Linked DNA regions of Mus musculus: region 1 is linked to region 2. Evidence: chromatin contacts called from public ChIA-PET data. All regions are on one chromosome and are shown on one strand. The core of a region is the stretch at or near the end of the contact, and the rest is flanking DNA. Distances in the headings are between cores, read along the strand shown. Region 1 holds the start of Ccdc186 (coiled-coil domain containing 186). Region 2 has its middle 16 kb from the start of Gm32575.

Evidence for each region. ChIA-PET counts read pairs in DNA pulled down with a chosen protein or histone mark.
Region 1: a contact with region 2 is called in an RNA polymerase II ChIA-PET map of effector CD8 T cells, with 10 read pairs. The contact joins the promoter of Ccdc186 here to the enhancer-like site in region 2. A contact is called at or near these places in 3 of 115 datasets of contacts at active chromatin or transcription factors (effector CD8 T cells, memory CD8 T cells and pancreatic cancer cells) and 2 of 9 other capture datasets (adipose tissue and liver).

Annotation. Positions count from the first base shown.
Region 1 is chr19:56,819,367-56,825,257 of GRCm38.p6, forward strand. Ccdc186 (coiled-coil domain containing 186) reads right to left here and starts at 2,833. Exons shown (of 16, transcript NM_170757.2): 1 at 2,622-2,833.
Region 2 is chr19:56,683,678-56,690,167 of GRCm38.p6, forward strand. No RefSeq gene overlaps it. Among named protein-coding and RNA genes, the nearest start is that of Gm32575, 16 kb to the right of the region's middle. Within about 2 kb of position 2,049, at least 18 of the 459 cell types and tissues checked have an H3K27ac peak or open chromatin away from gene starts, as enhancers often do. A contact at or near this core is called in effector CD8 T cells, where this site is marked.

The DNA of each region.
Region 1 (5,891 bases), core at 1,583-4,082, 140 kb after region 2:
TGGGGTTTCACAGAAGGCAAGCTTGCCTAGACCCAGTCTTACTTTAAGAGGAGAAAGCTAAGACTGTTGTTTCAAAGATCTCTAGAACTGGTTCTCCAAGAAGGAAGACTTCAGAGTCAGCATCAAGCCCAACTACAGTTTGAATGTACTAAGTTGCCTCAGCTCTCTAACGGTCACACAGACGGCACACAGCCCACAGCTGCTCCTGTCTTCTTGAGTTTCCCCTACTGTATCTTCAGTGAGACACTGGATAGCTGATATCTTGCAGCAGTAACACTCTCACCTCTGAAACAGGCAACCATGGTTTGGGTACTTTAGACTCTAAAATGGCTTTTAAAGTATTGAGGCATAACATTAATACAGAACTCTACCTTGAAGCGACTTGTACAGAATGTATCAACTGCAATAAAGTCTGAGAAAAACGTAAGTACTTTTATTTAACCGTTCTTTCAAAAAAATCTGAAAATGGGGCTGGAGAGATGGCTCAGCGGTTAAGAGCACTGACTGCTCTTGCAGAGATCCTGAGTTCAGTTCCCAGCAACCACATGGTGGCTCACAACCATCTATAATGGGATCTGATGCCCTCTTCTGGTGTGTCTGAAGACAGTGACAGTCTACTGATATATATATAAAATAAATCTTTAAAAAAAATATGAAAACCAAATATCAGAAAAATGAATTCAATTAAATAGAATTTCTACATTTACTAAAAGAGTTGTACTTATGCCTGAATTTGGTTAATTTGGTAAGATTTAAGTTTTATTAAAAACAACACCTATTTAGTACTTACTACATAAGCCTACAATGAATGACCAGCTCAAGCTTTAAGAAATACACTCATGACAGTTACCATTATCCTAGAGTTTGCTTCCACTACGCTCAAGACAGTTGGCAGTATCCTAGAGTTTGCTTCTGCTCTTGGTGTCTACTGCCCCTTTACCTAATAGTTTACTTCTTGGATGCAAACTCTCCATTAAGCAAGTTCAAATAAGTTTGAAATGGTGTAAGATTACAGGAGCATTTGTAGGTCTAAATTATCTATCCTGTTGCTGCTTTTAAAATAAATACTAAATAAAACTATTGTAAATGAAGTGATGTTTATGAGAAAAATCAAAACCTGACCTTAGTCATTTAAAGACAAAAAAAATAAAAGAAAAATTTTAGTTTTATTATTAAAAACAAACAAACAAACAAAGCAGAATTTGAAGTTGAATATTCTTTCTTTACAGTGAGTTGAATGACTTTTGTAAACCAGGGTAGATGCTGTCAAACGGAAAGACAGTTTTCTCAGTGAGGCTGCCTGGGCTCCCAACCATCACAGCTTCCTCAGAGAGCTGGGCTGAGTGTTCTGTTCATCACAGTCACTTTCAGGACTGAACACACTAAGGAATCAGCAGCAGCCATGCTGCCGCACTGCACAGCATCAAAGAATAAGTCTTTGGTTCCTGTGTGAAGGAACTAAAGGTTTATGAGTGCCCCTTCTTCTACCACTCAGGATTTCAGTCTGGAAAAAAAAAAAAAAATCAGACTGGGAAATGTCACCCTTACTCCATGGAACCTGTTCTCAATCAAACACCTTAAGTTTCTATTGTTTTAAATTAGAAAAGGCCTTCAAAAAAACTAAACACAGTCCCTGTGTCTTCTGGTAGCCTTCCAAAGTCATACTTACCTATTACCCTGTACAAAGGAGAAGGAAGGCCTTGGTGCAACAGTACAAGATTATGGCCTGCCCAAAATCTGCACATGGGAACATGGGAAGACCAAAAAGGAACCATAAAAGAAGTAGGCCAATCATTACTGTTGTTTCATTTGTGTAACCATTAATTAACGAAGAGCTAAAAAGTAGCTGCACACGGTGGACTTGATACACAAGACGCATCCGTTTCAGTATCACTTGTCTCTGGGTCCTTAATCTCCTTCACAATTAAGTGCACAAAGGCCACATCCACGCTAATAAACCTAACACTTAACAGACCGATTTTCCTTGGGATGGCTGGCTACACGTGCACTTTGAAACACTGTCATAACTGATTTGTTTCATCTTTTCCTCAGACAAGCACCCTGTGTACCACTTCAGAAGAAAGGAAAAGGCTGGGACATCAAAGGACCGTGCGTGACACTGGGTCTGAGACATCTTTTCTGGTTCGCTGTCATATTTTTTTACTGTAGTCTTTTCTGACTCTAACCCAGGTGTTCTGCGTACAAACCCGAGTCTCCTCTCTAAATAACAATCAAGATGTGAATATTGTAACAAGTTACGAATTGTTGGCAGCTGAGCCATCATTCTCCCCGCGCGCTGTTTCCCTGGGATTGCTACTTTGAGGATAGGTAGAAGGGGAGAGAGAAATCTGAAATGGTTTCCCTACCAAGGTGAAAATATATGAAAATACATCGGGATCTTTGGAAAAGCCGAACGCTGCGGACCGCGTCCCCGGAGATACCGCGCTGGTGCGGCGGGGGAGCGGCCGCGCCTCCGGGCACAGCCCCCCGAGGGCCCCGCCAGCCCCGTCACGTCCACGCGCGGAGTTGCGTACAGCCCGGGGCTACCACCCCGTCACGTCCACGCGCGCAGACCAGCGCTCCCCGAGCGCGCCCGTCCCGGACGCCCCTCGGCCACTCACCGTCCGTCGTCCAGCCCCGGGCCGCACCCTAGCGAGGCCGATGGAGCTCCGGCTCCAGGGCCGACGAACCCATGGCGGCGTGTAGCCGACGCGGAGTGGGTGAGGAAGTCACGCGCGGAGACCACTGCAGATCCCGGGCTCTCAGCGGAGGTTTTCCCCCAAAACCCCTGCGGAGCTGACACATCAACAAAGATGGCGGCGACGCCTAAGCCGGCGCGGCTACAGCTGAGGGGGCGGGGCTCCCTGAACGAGCCAATCAGCGCGGCGCGGACCGCGTGACGTTAAGCACCTGGAGGCGGGCGTGGTTTTCGAGGCGCCGCCTCCAGTCCTCGCGGTTTCTAGAGGCCCCGCCCAGCATCTCCGTGCCACCTCCACTTAAGCCCAAGGAGGCTGTAGCAGGCTGTTGTTGTCCGGTTGGGCCACTCTTTCCCTTTCCCGTCCCAAGCCGGTGCTTTCTATCGGAAGGAAGTTGCCATCTTTTTTTCTTCACCCTTTGGCCGGTCATCTAATGAGTCAGTGGCATAAAGTAATAAAAGAGAACTAGAGATTGTGGCTTCCCGGTTCTGATGGTGCAAACTTTGCGCTGCCTGTGGGTGAGCCAAGTCCGCAGGAGCAGCTGACTTGGGCATGCGAGCTTCATCTCTGGGAGAGAGCTCTGCAGGGTTTCCATAATAATAATTGACCTGGGATCTCCAAGTGGCACCGAGTGCCATTGTTTACTAGTAAGCTTGTTAGTGTGCTCCACGCAGAGGACCTAAGCCTGCCTGGGCTGCGTAACCCATCCGGTTGCATGGTTGCACGCAGGTTGTATATTATAGTGACTAAGCCCAGTTGGAGGAGGTAGGGAAGGTGAGCAGTTTTAGTCTGGAGGTTTTGCAAACCACCTCTGTCCGGAGAAAAGATGTGTTAAAGTTCTGGGCCGTGTAGACAGTTGTAAGTGAAAATAGTTAAGACTCGTCTTCAGTGGCAAGTTTGTAAATCCAAGCATATTACTGTTAAATTACTTTCATAATTGCTGAGGAGGAAAATCTTCAATGTGGTATATTACTAACCCTCTGTCTTTTTTTAATCAGAAAATGACAACTCCCTCCTCAAATTATGGTAATGTATTACAGTACGTTTTACAATTAAGGTGCGGTGGTGACTTGAATAGACTCATGTATTTGAATGCTTGGCCCATAGGAAGTGGCACTATTAGGAGGTGTAGCCTTGTTGGACAGGGTATGTCATTGTGGAGGAAGGCTTTGAGCTCTCATATAAATGCTTGAGCTACACCCAGTGTGAGACATATTCGGTCTCCTCCTTGCTGCCTTCCAATCAAGAGGTAGAGCTCTCTGCTCTTTGTCTCTAACCCTAACCCTCAACCCCCTGCACACTGCTGTGCGTCCCAGCGTGATAATAATGGACTAAACCTCTGAACCTGTAAAACCAGCCTTGATTAAATGTTGTCTTTTATAAGAGTTGCCTTGGTGTGAAGAGTGTCAATTCACAGAAATGAGACCCTAACTATGGGTTGAGCCGGGAGTAGTGGCTTACAATGGTTATCCAGGCATTTGGGAGGTGCAAGTAGGAACCACTTAGGGTTTAGCCTGCAGGAGACCCTTTTCCTAAATGCATACGTATATACATACATGCATGCATTCATACAGACATACATAGGTTTTCTTACTTTGAAAAGAATGGCTGGACTTTAAACATTCCTAGTAAGGTATGTTATCCCAAAAGGAGGGAAGACACACTGAGTTGTTTATCTGTTCATATTGTTAGAAGTAACATTAGCATTATTTCTGAAATGTACTTCAGAACTTATAACTGGTAAGAAAATGTATTAAGCATGTCTGGGAAACTAATTTTTTAAATCATAAGAGAGAAGAAATACAGGTGTAAAACCAAAGAGATGAGATGGAAACGCTGCAATCTGAAGTGGAAACGCTAAGGGTTCTTTGGAACGTGCTGGATGGTGTTCTGCTGGGGCAAACACATGAAGGAGTGTTCCGTTAAAGTGGACACAGGCATGAAAGGCTAAGTGAAGGAATGTTTCCCTGAAGCAGACACAGGAGAGGATGCTAAAGCAAAGGCTGGGGCCTGGCTGTCTCTGCTAGGTCGTGCCACCGCTGCTGATTTCCTGCTTGCTATCCTGACTCCACTGAACTGAACTGCTGGTGTGTCTGTGAAGTGTTTGCACGTGGATCGAGCTGCTGCTGTCTTTGAACTGTGAAGTGAACTGATGATTTCCTGACAACACAGATGGGAGTTGCTCCAAAGAACCTTTCTAAACAGGTCCACTCTCCCCCCACAACCCCCATATCCTTTCTTTTCCACTAACTCTGGTGGGTGGTGGGCTCCAAGGGAGGCTAAAGTGTTTAAGAGCCATCATTAAAAATCGGTTTTGAACAAGCTAAAGTTACAGCAATCCTACATTTGGATTTAGAAATATCACGATGAAATTGGAGATTTATTTTTTTCATGGAGAAGTCGGTGCTACAATATTTGCCTTAGCATGGGGGAAGGCCTGGAATTCAGTCCTGGGGGTGATGGGTGACTACTGAAAAGAATCCCAACAGCCTAACGCACACCCTTACTCTCCACATCTCTATTTTCCACCAAAGAGCCTGGACTGAAAAGTTACAAGGCGTGGCTACGAGTTTGGAGCAAGAAGTGTGTAAAATAGCGTAGGACATATTCTGTTCAGAGGTGGGGCATAACGACTTTCTCCTCTATCACATTGTGTGGAAAGGGGGAAACTTTACGGGGCAGAAATGTAATAAATGTCAGTCATATGATGACGCCTGTTATTCATTATTGTGAATCATGTTCATAAAATGTATCAGACAGTATCCTACAATAAAAGTGTGACTTTGCCTCTGTAGTCTTCCAAACAACTCATACTCCATTCCTATCAAGTGCATCAGACAAACCCCAGGACCAGGAGGATGCTTCCAAAAGCCTCCTCGGTGCTCCTGGAAGCTGTCAATCAGGAGAAACTGCCTTGGCTATGGGAAGATAGCTAAATGTGATGTTAGATTCTGGCTAAAAAGATGTATAGAAGCAGGGCAGGAATCCGAACAAATCATGGGCTTCGTTAATAACAGCAGTTTCAAACATGTTTGTTTTAGGAGAAACTGATTGTAACCTCACCAATGAGAACTCTTCTTTTTCTATATTCTAGAAATTAATAAAAATGAAGAAAAGATAATGACCGGCATGATAGCTGAAGGAAAAGAGAGAAAAAGAAATTAAAAAAGGAAGGACATGACTGCTCCTAGGTAT
Region 2 (6,490 bases), core at 799-3,298:
AGCCATCAGTTGACAGATGTCCTAGGGTCCTACTATAAGGACTTGCTATAGGAACTTTCTATAAGGCCTTGCTATAAATACTTACTACAAGGATTAGCTATAGGACTTTGCTATAAGGACTTGCCATGGGGCCTTGCTATAAGGACTTTGCTATAAGGACTTGCTATAGGACTTGCTATAAGGACTTGATATAGGGATGATGTTCTATTATACTTCTTATTTAGGCAATGGTTCCTCCTCATGTGATGTATAGCCAGGGACCACCTTTCAACTCTTGTAGTCGCTCTGGGTAGAAATCTAACCATACTGTAACACAAAGCTCTATCCTTTACCCATAAAATATGCTAATGACTACAAAACTGTTTTTATTTATACTACTCAAATTACTTTTGGCAATATGCAAATTTGATAAAAATGGAACCCAATGATGTGTAGATTTTACTTATATCACCTTCTCCCAGTTCACTAAGAAAATCCCCCTGTTTTCCTTAGCTCAACTAATACAAGGACAGAAAGATACTCCCTTAGTGGTCAGGTGCATGCACCCCTCCAGGGGATACAGGGTTAGCATTTGGTGTTAACTCTCTAGCAAGAAATTGAACCTCAGGGTTCTTTCTCCTTTGGGAGGAGACATCTAGAGTATGCTTTTAACACAAATGCCCCGTTTCACATCTTAACTATTTCAAAGCAAGCTTGTAAGCCAAAGTTCTCCAGGCAATTCTGCAGTGGGCAATTCTGCAGTGGGCAATTCTGCAGTGGGATAAACCCCTCCTGGTTTCAGTAAAGACGCACGTCCCGATGTCGGTCATTGTCTTTGGTCCACCAGGCTCCGGCTTGCTCAGCTCACCTTTGCTTCCTCTAGTCTTTGCTGGGAGAGCCCCAGTGGCTGGAGAACACTTGTCCCGAGCTTCCCCATGCAACATCTTGGCATCAATTGCAATTTCTTCCTAAACAAATTTGATTGCCTGTGCAAACATTAAACCAATAGGTATCGATTGATCCTCTGCCACAGTCCAGGGGCTGACTCTGGCCAAGGTCATCCTCCACAGAAGCTCATAAATGTTGCACCGTTGACCTGAAGCAATAAATCCAAGCTCTTATCTGGCTTCTGGAACATTTTCCTGCAGATCTCTCGGGGGCATCAACGCTTCCTGTGGTGACTCCTATAGTTCTTGCCCCTGACGTCTTTAGTTTCAACTCTTCCTTCCCATTTTTGTTCCTGCCCTTATAAAATCAGAAGATTTCCTGGCAGCGCCTGGTTTTATTAGCTCCCAGACCCCTTTTTCACAGAAGAATTTACTGTGGCAGATTCCAAGGGACATCTCTGGAAATACCATCCTTTTGAAAGTCCCTGACCTTGACATCTGTTCACTGGAAATTTGCACCCGTGTCTAGAATGCCTGTGTAATTTATGAAGCTTACACATTCTTAGCTAAATGGGCTTGGATCCCAGTAGCCGTGGGTCTGAGCCCTGGTTCTGTGACTGATTGGCAATACCAAGAGTGCCTAAGCTTCTTCACCTGGACAAAAATGAATAAAATCTACAGAGCACTCTTTCTAAACACAGCCACAGTGAAAAATGTGTGTGAGCACATGTGTGCACGTGTGTGTGTCTGTGCACACCTGTGCGCGTGCATGCATGCATGTGAATGTGTCTCTGTACACGTGAGTGTGTGCCTGTGTGTGAAAGTATGTGTGAGTGTGTCTCTGTGCCTGTGGTGTGACTGTGTATAAAAGTGTGTTTGTGGGTATGTGGCTGTGTGTAAAAGTGTGTGTGTGTTTGTGTGTGTGTGTTTCTGTGCAAGTGTGTGACTATGTGTAAAAGTGTGCATGTTTGTTTGTGTGTGTGTGAGTGTGTGTCTCATCCCATAGCCCTTCCTTACATTGTCATATTGGCTTTCCTTTGTCTTGGCAGCAAGAAGAATGCCGAGCAACATCAGAACTCTAAAAAGCAACCCAGCTGCTGCCCGGCTCTCAGAACACACGGCACACGGCCAGCATCCTCCAACCCACTTTCTCTTCCTGGGTACCACTGATGTGGTTTCTCAGGCTGCCTTGCACTTGGGTGTGGCTTATAGCTTTGGAAGTGAGTAGAATGCACGTGGATGGTGTGTGCACGGCCCAAGGGGCCCACTCTCTGCTCCCCAAGCATGTTCTCCTCGTCTTTCTCTTCCTTCTCCCTTTCTCTATATTTATTTATCTTTTTTAAAAATTTATTGTGTGTATGGGCACATATGCACTTGTATGACACACATGCAGGTCAGAAGGCAGCTTGTGGGGGTTATTCCCTCCACCCTGCAGGGTCTGTGTCACCTTCAGATCACTGGGTTTGGTGGCAAGGACATTTACCCACCGAGTATCTCGATGGCTCTTTTATACCACAGTTCCTCCTCCTCTCTTGGCTAGGTGCAGATGATCATGCCACCTCAGAAACCATGTGTTAAGGACCCTACAAAATGGAAGAAGCCTCAGCCCCAAACCACTGATTGGAGAAGAATTAATAGTCACCGGGGAACATTGTTTGGGGCTTTAGATCAATGAGAAATTAATCTGTACTGCATTGAGTCATTGTACATTTAAGAGGCCAAAAGCTAGCGTTCCTTTAAGGCTCCATACCATGCAAATCTCAACTGTTTTGGGTAAACACAGCGTGTTTTGCAGACAGGCACACACCATGGGATCCAGGCCACCTGTAAGCAGCTGGTCCTGGCTGAAGCTCAGTGCAGACCCAGCAGGGTTTACAGACATGCCTGGAGGAACGGCTCTTCGCAGATTTTCCTGGCTCAGGAAACTAACTGAAGCCACCGCCGAAGCAGCCCTTCTCTCGCCGCATTAAATAACGTCTATTAATAAAAACAGCGCCTTTAAATGTTTTCACCGTGGCGAATCCAAATGAGGAAATCATGTTCTCCCTTAAGCTGTGTCTGAATAGCATTCTGAGGACACAGTTACCCTAATATTCTCTAGTCTAAAAGAAACCCCACCCTGGGCCTAAGGGTGGGTGATAACCTTCCTGGTTTGCCCAAGGGTCCACGGACTGCTAGGAGGACTTCCAGGCTGACCAGCATACCAGAGACTATGATGTTAGAAGCAGGTCGGCAAACATGAGTGGGAGCTCAAAGCAGGGCAAAGGAGACTGGCTTTGTTCTTCATCCCGACAGGAAAGACACACATAAATGAAATGCTATGTGCCTCTCTCTCTCTCTCTCCCTCTCTCTCTCTCTCTCTCTCTCTCTCTCTCTCTGTGTGTGTGTGTGTGTGTTCATGTGTGATGTGTGCATACGTGTAAGAAGTGTACTAAACCATGAGTGCATGTCTAGAAGCCACACCTGTCTTCCTCAATCGCTCTCCACCTTATTTTTTGAAACAGGGTTTCTCATTGAACTGTTTTGGCTAAACTGGTTGGACTCCCAACACCTGGCTCCAGCCAACGCTGAGGCTACAGACAGACTGCTGATGCAGCTCTTATGTGGTCGTTGGGGGTTCAGAACGCAGGCCTTCCTGTCTGTGCAACAGGGACTGCACCCACAGAGCCATCTCCTCATTTCCTGGTGTGTTCTTTGAAGGTACCACCAACCAGGAGAATGAATCCCAGTCTCAAAGTTCAACTCAGGACCTCCCAAAGGCCAGTGCAGCCATGAAAGCAGTTGGTACTGGGCCCCCTGCATCCTCTCTTGTGCAGCAGGGCAGCGGGTATCAGCCAGTGCTAGGAGGGCAGAGCAGAAGCCTACGGAAGAGGCTGGTGGGGGAAGGTGTGTGCAGATGGCACAGAGGGGCTGTCAAAGGAGCACCAGGATGGGGGAGGGGGGAGGGGCCATCTGCTCTTCTATGGGGGTGGGGGGCTCTCCTCACTCTTGCCGTCCGTAGGGGCTTACTGAGATTTTGAAATGAGGAAGGAGATGGGCTGAAATCTTACAGTGCCCTTTCAAGGCATGTTCCCTGCCTCCTGAAGGCTCCGCCTCACAGAAGCACCAAGTCCTTAGCACACAGGCCCTTATAGGCCATGTAAGATCCAAAGACAGCAGCCCCTCTCCAGGGACTCCTTTTACCTAGTTCCAATGACACCTGCCTTCTTGTCCTTCTGCTCTGAGCTCGCCTCTTCCAAATCTCCTATAAGACCCTCTTCCTCATTCCAGGGCTTGGTGTTGGCCTCTCTTCCCTCTCTCCTTCCCTCTCGTTCCCACAGCTTTGGGCAGGCCTCTTGGAAATGCCACCCCACCCCAGCTCAAGCCACGCCCTCCAGCCATGCGCAGATGCTCCACTCTCTTCACTCCAAAAGCATCCCATTTCGCGCAGCCCAAAATGAACGTGTGACCCTCCCCGCTGTACACTTGATATTCTCTGATTTTCTCCAGGCTTAGGCGCTGCCATCCACCTCAGGCCTAACCAGAAATCGAGGGAGCAATGACTGACTCTCTCCTGACACAAGGCACTTTATAAACTACAGATAGAGGTTTCCTACGTGCGCGGAGGACCCTCTTCCTGGTTACCGACTCCAGCCTCTCAGGGTTCCTGTACAGAAGGGCAAAGAGCACATTCGTGAGAACTTTACCCTCGTGATCTTGTCATCCCTGCCTGCACCCTCCATAAAAGAGTGTTCTACCCACTAAGGGAACGTCAGCGTCTCTCCGTCCTCTTGATCTTTTCTTTTACACTGCTACCTATTTAGATGAAAGCTTCTAACGTGGATTAAACGTTGCTTTGATTAGAAATTTCTAAATCAGGTTTTCAATCACTGTGGCAGTGGCAGAGGAGTCTTGACCTTATGTTTGATTCTTGCCAACCACGGCTGTACCTGGGTTCTCTGGTATGGTCCAAGCTTGACCTTGAAGAAAGGACAGCGGAAGCCTGCTGTTGGTTTAATGTCCTGTCAGAGCTGTGACTGACAATAGCCGTAAGTGTGTCTAAACAGCCTTAATATTCAGCAATGTCAGGTGGGACTCAAGGGTGCTTTGTGTTCTCAGGACTGATCCTGATAATAATCCAGCAGGCCTTTTTGGGGGTCATTTTTATTCTGAGGTCTCGTTCCAGATAGAAATGGTCTCATTAGCCAAGAAAGTGACTGTTTCCAAATACCTCAGCCTTTCCACCTAGAAATGGTGGATTTTTGAAAGAATGCCAAAGAACCAACTGTTAGCCTTGTTAAGACAGTAAACACAATGGCATCTCCCGAAACCACTGCAAGCGTATACTTTACCTCATGCTTGTGGATTTTAGTAGTGTTAGTTTGTTGTTACACAATCCCACATTGATCCAGGCTGTGCAAAAGACATCAGTCGGGTTTAGTGTTCTAAATAGTCCAAAAGAACATATGCTTGGGCCCAGGGATAGGTATCCAGCTACGGCACACAAGCGTGGCGAGCCCCTCAGAATCTTAATCACTGTGCTTATCAAGAAAATGGCCACATTGCTTGTTAAGGGCTCGATGACTTCATCTTCCGTTTGCAGCAACGCCTGTGTTGTTAACTCCAGGAAGTGTGTCACTGGCTTTTGTTTTTCTTGAGGCTTCAGTATTCCATACAATAGCAGAGATGGGAACATATTTTATTGGGAAAAAGAGTAAACCTTTTCTGCAGAGCTTAAACCAAGATAGGAGCAAAATAACTTCCCAAAATAACTGTCCTGTGATGGTGAACAGGCGCGGCATTTCCAGGTCAGGGGTCACTTGTGTTTTTGAGTGAACTATAAATCGGGAACTCTAACACATGAGATGGCAGGTGCCTCCACTGGTCAAATATGGAAGGAGGGTCTGCCCAGTGCTGACTACACAGCAGCACTCAAGACAGGCCCTGGTGGTGCAGTAAAAACAGGCATCAGGCAGAGAGACCCTCAGGTTGTAGTAGAAAACAAACAAACAAAAAAAAGCAGGCCGTGCTTGTACACCTCTAATCAGTGATATACAAACAAACAACGTCCCAACCTGAGGTCTCGAGAGAAGCATCGGCTGGAGGCTGGTATTCTGAGAGGATCTTGGTGCCCAGGTCAACCTCAGATCCAGGCTGTGGTCGTGAGCCAAGGACCAAAGGTCCTGGACACCTAGCACACTGTCCCAGCTGTGTTGTGTTAGCCTTAACTCTGCATCACCGCTAACTCCCCCTCACTTTCTTTGCTGAAAAGTGAATGGCTCAATTTCTTGAGTATGAGAACAGCAACTCCAATGGGAAAGGGGCCTAAATGTGATGTGCAAGTTTACCCAGGCTTTCTGTGTGCTGGAATAACCTTTCTGACTTCCTCCCCAGCTGCAGACTTCTACCCAATTACAACAAATTAACAGTTATCCAAATTTACACCCAATTTTCTCACTCATTAAAAGTCACTTACTATTTTATTACATTTATATTTATTATATTTTATTATATTTATTATTCCCTGTGTCATCCTGACTCTTTATCCCAATGAAATATATTGGCATGTTGCTATTGTATGGGATATTTAATCCATAATATAAATTTCCCTAGAACTATGAAACCTAACAGCTGTCTAATAGTCT